Regions from separate parts of the Mus musculus genome. Here region 1 is linked to region 2. The links are chromatin contacts, called in public Hi-C maps. All regions are on one chromosome and are shown on one strand. The core of a region is the stretch at or near the end of the contact, and the rest is flanking DNA. Distances in the headings are between cores, read along the strand shown. Region 1 overlaps Slc4a4 (solute carrier family 4 (anion exchanger), member 4). Region 2 holds the start of Grsf1 (G-rich RNA sequence binding factor 1).

The links. A called contact is a pair of places that touch in the nucleus more often than the background predicts.
Region 1: a Hi-C map of cardiomyocytes shows a contact between it and region 2, with 1.8 times the contacts expected there. The contact joins the enhancer-like site here to the promoter of Grsf1 in region 2. A contact is called at or near these places in 9 of 39 promoter capture datasets (the 3T3-L1 cell line, 3T3-L1-derived adipocytes, the HPC-7 cell line and 4 more) and 4 of 484 Hi-C or Micro-C datasets (the G1E-ER4 cell line, cardiomyocytes and embryonic fibroblasts).

The regions. Positions count from the first base shown.
Region 1 is chr5:88,928,832-88,932,968 of GRCm38.p6, reverse strand. The region is part of intron 1 of Slc4a4 (solute carrier family 4 (anion exchanger), member 4); the gene reads right to left. Among named protein-coding and RNA genes, the nearest start is that of Slc4a4, 44 kb to the right of the region's middle. Within about 2 kb of position 2,203, at least 127 of the 459 cell types and tissues checked have an H3K27ac peak or open chromatin away from gene starts, as enhancers often do. A contact at or near this core is called in cardiomyocytes, embryonic fibroblasts, hippocampal neurons and 1 more, where this site is marked.
Region 2 is chr5:88,674,115-88,677,647 of GRCm38.p6, reverse strand. It overlaps Grsf1 (G-rich RNA sequence binding factor 1), which reads left to right and starts at 1,477. Exons shown (of 10, transcript NM_178700.5): 1 at 1,477-1,890. The coding sequence starts at 1,537.

The sequences.
Region 1 (4,137 bases), core at 954-3,453, 250 kb before region 2:
AATTCTGCAACGTAATTTGTAACAAAATAAGTTGAAACAAAATAAGTTTAATAAGTTTCTTTTTTTCTTTTTCTTTCTTCCTTTTTATTAAGAAACTCATTACTGGTCTACAGCCATGCGTTCCAATCTTGTCTTATCTCAGAAACTAAGCAGAATTGAGGCCCAGGTAGTACGTGGGTCAGAAGGAGCTCACTACTTTTGGAAAGACTTACAAGAGTCTTCCTTCCAGACAAGAGCCTGGACATCGAGGCTCATCCTGATACCCGCCAGAATACTTTTCTTCTCTGCACTCAAAACTAAATGATTAAAATAGGATATGGGCCAGTCAGTAGAATTATGGGTGGGAAAGGGCTACCTTAAAGGCTAAGAAATCAAGTCATTTTCCCAATCTCTCTGAGCCTAAGACTCTTGAGATGGTTAAATAATACAGCTGTTACTCATGGATTCAGCAAATATTTAATTACAGCTTGTTATATTCCTATTATTCTTGAGAGGGAGGGGAACAAATCTACAAATAAGACAAAATGTTCCTTAAAAAAAAACAAAAACAGAAACAAAAACAAACAAACAAAAAAAAAAAAAACAACCTAATGACGAACTGAGGGACAAGATAATCTCAGAGGGCGCTGGAAGCTTTGCAGAGAGTAAAACCCCACAAGAGGCTGTCTCAGTGGTGCGGTGAGGATTCTGAGGAAGTGACGTAACTAGGGGCAAAGTCACTGTGTGAAAAATGTACAACAGCCTTCCAAGCAAAGGGGAAAACAAGGGCCAAGACCCTAGGATAGGAAAGTTTAGCACCGTCCAGGAAGTGGAAGGAGCCAGGTCATGCAAGCCAGGAGAAGGAGTCAGAGCTGAAGGCATCTGGAAGCCTCTGAAGAACAGTGAGACGGAGGCCGGCATGAACTGTTTTCCCTTCCCAAAGGGTCACTCTACCTGCGATGTGGAAAACAGATGCTTAGGGCACAAGATAAACTCGTAAACTACCACAAAAACCAAGAGCACTGTGTGAAAATCGGGGTGTTGGGAAGCCATGGAGACTTCATTCTGGACACTTTTTAAGGTTGAGATGTGAATCCTGAAAAAAAAAAAAAGTTGCTGATGCAATCAGAACTGCCCGAGCCGGGTACTAGAGACTCAGGGCTGTTGCTAAATGCGGCAAAATCCATGCATCAAGCTGGTGCTGGAGTCGTTACCAGATGCCAGCATGCAGAAAAGAGAAGTAGGATCAGGGTGCGGACCTGCGACTACCTGCTAAGACACACCAACATCCCCAAGTCAGGCAGTGAGACCAGTGTAAGCTGGACACGGGTGACATGGAAGTCAGAGAGAGCAGACAAGCCCACCGGAAAACTGAGAAGGACGGAGATGGGAAAGCCAAAGTTGGATTTGGCCAATAGGGAGGATGCAGGTGCCTATTACAGACCCCCTTGAAACAGGCCACTCTCGGTGCTGGGGGAGAGAGGAACAGAGAGGGTGCTCGTCTGTTCCTTCTTCTGTTTTTTACCTTCCTCCAGTGAGGAGGAGAGTAAATATTAACTGAGTATCTACTGTGCACCCTGCATACTTCCAGACACCAGGGACACACAAACCACGTCTACCTTCTCGAAGACATCTTCTGGTGCTCAGGGAACAGTCCAAAGTGCAAGGAGCCACCGGCTACCCAGCATTTGTGCACACAGATAAGGAGGACGTCGCAATGAGAACATTTTCCTAAACTCCTCAGAAGCACGACAGAATCCCAGAGCACTGCATGTACCCTAACTTTTTTTTTTATCCTCCCTCCGGAAAATAGAACTAACCCCAGGTCAGTCAGCATGCTGAGTCCAACACAACCGACTGTAGACGCCATTTTGGACCCTCTTATCCATCAGGCAGGATCTTAAAGCATCCTGTTGTCTCTTGATATATTTTCTAAACCTAGATATCGAAGCTTGTTCCAAAAATTATATGCCACATGTAAAGCAAAAGGGAAGCAAGAAACCCAAGAGATTGGAAGGGAAGGTAAAAAGGTCAGCACCCAAGCCCTCCGGCCAAGTTGAGAAAACAACCCAACCCCACCGTCTGAGCACGGAGTGGGGGTCACGCTGGGTGCATTCCTTGGCTCTTTGGTGCATATTTCACATTCCCGTCAAGACTATACATAGCAAGTCATCAGAGCCTCGTTTTCTCTGACGGCTCATACAGAATGCCCACAAATAGGCCTCTTCTCTGCCAAAAAGGAGCGAGTGAAACAGGGCAAAAGCACACAGCCTGGCGGCGTTCCTCTTCCTCAAGAGCAAAGTCATCCTGATGCCTTTGGCCTTCTGCACGGGGCAGAGGCAGTCCCTCCTCTTTACATGACAAATATCAGTTATTCAGCCTTACATTTCTTAGCAGTTGCTGGCTATTATTAGTAAGACAGAGAGAGATACCATGTAAAGTGGCTGACCTAACCAGTTCCCCCCTCCCTCTATAAATCACTAGGAAGAAATTAACTCATCCAGTCCGTAATCAGGCCCCCAAATCTGTCCTTTAAAATGTCCTTCGCACGTGCCCTGCATTTGCTGAAATCAGAGAAGGAAGCATACTGTTGCTCACATAGCCAGCGTGAGGCAAAATGCAGAGTGGCTCTGGAAGCTCCTTACCAGCCTCAGGGGTGAGGGAGGGCAAGCTTCATATCACATGGCCTCTGATTGGAGAAGTTAAACCCCTTCTATACAAGTCCAGACCCATGGTGAGGGGAAAAGGTGGGGGGAGGGGGTTCTAAATCTCCATTTTTCTGGGATAGCAAAATGCTTTAACTGGAACCCATGTCAAATCATCTGCCAAATGGGCAGGTTCTCACCAGCCGGTCCTAATCACGGAGCAGGCCTGTGAGGGTGACTTAAGTCCGGCACGAGAAACATTTGTGCAAAACTGTCAGCCACTAGGCCCAGAGCACCCATCCACATTCCAGCCCTCTGAGATCCCACCCCCCCTGAGCCCTTGCCAACTGCCAACGTGCTCGCAGACTAGTACTCACAGCGCAAGCAGCTGCCACTCAGCCAGTCAGCAAGTGGCAGGCCGCCAGCGCACAAGCTTCAAGAGCACCAGCCTGCTAGTCCCAGGGCTGTTAAAGGTTGAAGGTCTACGGGTATGCTAGCCTTTAGATTCGCCTCACTTGCCCTCCTGTCTCCCTCTCCCATGCTTCCCTATCGCGCCTCCCACGGTAGCAGTTCACTCGTCTCTATGGTAACAGCATCTGGTTTCAGAGTTAGAACTTCATGCAGCACAGTTCTCTCTTAGCCTGGGGCTTTTGCCAAGAGGTGCACTAGCAAAAAGGCTGCTGCCTGAGTTGGAGCCACCTGTTTCCCTGTCACCCCGGGAATGACAGTTATGCTGCGTGTCCTCGGATTGTGGCATCTATTTTGTGGAACGAACACTTTAACCTCAGCATGCTCTCCACAGTATAGAGGGGCTGTGCTAGAGCTGGCAGCCAGCGGTATCCAGAGCCAGCCTATCTCCCCCACAGTCTCTGTTGTCAGGGACTTCTGCCTGCTTCCAGAGGTGGCACCAGGGAGCAGAATGACTCCGGCTGTCAGCATGTCCAAACTAGAGTTTGACATCACTGGTTCAATCAGTGCACGCAGCTTCAATTTTATTAGTTAACCTTGTATTTAAACATTATATTCTATCCTCGCCATTTGGTTTGTTGATGACATCCAATGAACCCATCACCTCTCCATTTATAGAAGCTTTTCTGTACCCAGCATATGCTAAACAATTCTGCACTCACATGCCCTGAGGCACAGATATGTATAAAACGTGGAAAAATACCGAGAGTGAAGACTTTTATATCAGCCATTGCTGTTGTGGTAATTATGAACAGTGTTGCTGGGGAATTTTGCTTACAGTCTAAAGGTATCACAAAGCTCAAACCTCAAAACTAGGCTCTCCCGGCTCTTTGGCTGACCTTAAGTCAGATAAAAGATAGAACATAGCACACCACAGATTTCTACTCCAGAACAGCACAAAAATGCCTAAACAATGTTCCCCTGTCCTCCTCACTTCTAAGAGGTAGAGAATCATTCTTTATTATAAGCTCGCTGCAAACACGATGTTTTCTTTTGTTTTTTGTTTTTTTGTTTTTTTTTTAACCAACAGCATTTTTATCGGTGC
Region 2 (3,533 bases), core at 228-2,727:
GACAGATATTTACAATTCACAACAGCAGCAAAATTGCAATTATGAAGTAGCAATGAAAATACTTTTATGGTTGGGGGGGGGGCGCACCACAAGATGAGCTGTTGTAAAGATGTAGCATTCGGAAGGTTGCCAGCCACTGCTTTAGGGTTTGTGTCTCACCGAAGAAAAGAGGAAGAACCTCTTCTACACATCTCGGGTATAAAAGGAACAAGCCGGTCAGGTTTTCTATTCTTTCCTTCTTGGACAGAAATATGTTTTCATTTGTGAAATACCTGGTTTTCTTAAATCTAAAAGGAGTCCAGAGTAAACAAGCCAAAGTTTAAGCCCAACCATCTTAAATGTCTCAAAGGTAACTTATCAGAACGTAACCTTTCAAAAGTCTGTACTGGGGCTGGAGAGATGGCTTATGGGTCTAGAGTGCTGGCTGCTCTTTCAGAGGACCCAGGTTCAACTCCCACCACCTGCATGATGGCTCACTGCTGTCTCTAACTCCAGGGCCAGGGGATCCGATGCCCTTGTCTGGTCTCCGTGGCCACACCCATATATTAATACATTAAACTAATAATAAAAAAGTCCGTATTGTTTTAAGATGAATACCATAGGATGACTGCCATTACATAGTTAACTTAAAAAAAAAAGTTTTAGAGCTGGCACTGGGATAAAGGTGAAACAGTGGAAAATGTAGGCGGTTTCTTTACTTCTGGAAGTTGAACAAGAATTGAATTTCAAAAACTTTGAAATATGTTAAGATTTTCCACGATAGAGAGCCCTATATTGGTCTCCTCACCCCCACGAGGAGGTTGGGGTGATCTAAGCGATTACCCTGCCACGGAACTACACTACCCAGTCACAGAGATGCCTCCTAACCCCACCCCCGCCACAACCAATCAGCCTCTCCTTCATATTTTTACTCTAAGAACTCCCATTTGTCTTTAGTTTTTTATTTTTATTTTTTTACCTTTGACAGGTCCTTGCCACATAGGAGAAAACTGCACAACCACTCATGTATTTATTTGCAAATCTCTACACCTTCACTTGTGACTATATTGTCTAAGGAAGGCTTTATTTTATATAATATATGATAAATATTATATACATATCTCACATATACTATAAAATCAGTGCTTCCGTTCAAAACAAAGTTGGCCTTCTGCACGAATTTTGAGGTTGGGGTATCAACGCCCCCTCAGCGTCGTCCCAAAACGTTTTAGAGCTAGGTAACCCATTCCTTCCGGAAACTTCGCCGGGCCTCGGTGACCCGCAGACCTCAGCTCTAACCTGAGCAGGAGAGCCTGGGACAACTTCCACTCTGGAGGCGCTCAGGTCACCCCACCCACACCCTTACCGGCGGGAAAGCCCCGCCCCGAGGGCGGAGCCTGGGCGGGGCCGCTCGCTCACCTCCGCCTCCGAGCCTCGTCTCAGCCCCGGGTGCGCGCGGCGCATGTGCCCGGTGCCCCCTCCCCCGCCCTGGATTCCACTTCCCCTCCGCTCGCGCCACAGCGGCCACCTCCAGGCCCCGCGCCGCCTCCGGAGCCGATGGCCGGGACGCGCTGGGTGCTAGGCGCGTTGCTCCGGGGCTGCGGCTGCAACTGCAGCAGCTGCCGGCGGACCGGCGCCGCCTGCCTGCCTTTCTACTCCGCCGCCGGCACCTTCCCGTCGGGCGTCTCTGGCCGCCGCCGCCTGCTGCTACTCCTCGGGGCCGCCGCGGCCGCCGCTTCGCAGACGCGGGGCCTGCAGCTCGGGCCTGCGGCCGCCGGGAGGCTGGCGGGTCCCATCCCTGCCCGTCCCTCCGCCGCCGCGGCCGCCGCCGCGTCCTACTCGGCCCTGCGCGCCCCGCTGTTTCCGCGATCGCTGGCAGCCGCCGCGGGCCCGGCGCGGGGTTACAGTCAGGTACGTGGCGCCGCGCGCGGGACCCTCGGCGGCCGCGCGCCCGCGTCGGTCTGTCCGCGAGCGCCCCGCGTGCGCGCCCGGGGATCCGCGGCACGCACCGCACCCCCGCCTCCCTCCCGCTCCGTCCTCCTATTGGGCACGGGAACAAGGGACGCTCTCACGGCCCCGGCTCTTCTTGTTTTGTTCCCTCCGAGTCTGGGCGGTTGGGCAGTGTAAGTGTGGCTGGGGTGAATGTAGAGGCCTTGTTTCCCGCCGGGCCCATGGTAGGTTTTGGGGGCGCCGCCGACGCCCCCCACCCCGACTCCCCCCTAGCCTTATGCCCGCTGGAGGTGAAGCTGAGCGGCCAGAGCCCGCGGAGGGTCGGGGCCGGCCGTGCGTGCGGTGGGAGCGGTAGGCCGGGCGGCTCGGGCCTCCTCGGCCGGCCACCGACGCGCAGCCCCGCGCGCACGGGAGCGTGGGCTAGCCTGGGACAGCCCCCGCGCGTCCCTCTCCCTTGTCCGCGGGGAGAGGCGGGCGGTCCACCTGACTGAAGGTCACCTCTGCAAGTCCACTCGCCTTGACAGAAGGACCTTTGGTGCAGCGGGGCTCTGCGGACGCGGAGAGCTGTGGGGAGACCGTGGGAAACTGGGAGAGAACGTGTGTGTGTGGGGCGGGGGCGTCCGTGGGTGAGGACTTGGGGGCTTCGGTTGTCACTCCACGATCTTTTCCCTTGTTTCCCGTCTTTTCAGAAAGACATTGTAAGAATTCATATTGCAAATATTTGGTCCTCTGTATATGTGGGACATTTCTCTTTTGCGGTTTATGTGGCATCTGGGAAGTGTCTACCTAACCTGGTAACGCCACTGGCCATGTTTATCTTAATTTAGTTTTGCGTCTGCTTGAATTAGTGATATCTGGGTGGTTCATCTGCATGGCTGATGTCTGCCAGTAGCTGAGCTAATTGATTTGAATCCCGGCCCAATACTTTCTGCTGCACTATTTATTTATTTATTTACTTATTTATTTTGTAAAGATGTTTATGGAATTCTGGGGAAACAGAAAGTAGCAGTTTGAGCCCCCTGCCGCGCCTGTCTCTGCTGTTGCCTTTTCTGTTTTTTTCCCTTATCCACTTTCTCTTACATTAGTCTTTTCAAGGCGTTTACCCATGTCCCAATGCCTTTTTATTAACTTCCTTTGCCTACAAAGTGAAGTATCCCTTCATAGAGCCCAACACAAAATAGCCAGCTGCTGTGCCTTTTGCCTTTGGCTCTTCATTTTACTGTCCAGTTTGGGCAAATGTGTTTGCTGTTTTTCACATGCTAACACTTCCCCTCCCCTCCCAAATTGTAATGTCCTATCTTTTATATCTCCCATCTTTATTCTTTTTTTCCCCTGTAGTTTTCTATTTTTTTAATTTACAGGATTTTGTATTTTTATTATAACACTTAAGGCATCTTGTTCTGTATCTTGCCTTGTTCCAGATAATCAGTGCTTTGAGATGATGGTTTGAGGTTGTGTTTTGTGTATGGGGTGATTTTCAATTAAGCGGTATAATTTGTCATTGTATGGCTTTTAATGAAAGTACTCTTACTCCCAGGGTTTGGAAAGTAGCCCTGCCCTTAGTGGTAGTACTACCACTGGAATGTACTTGTATATCACCTTAG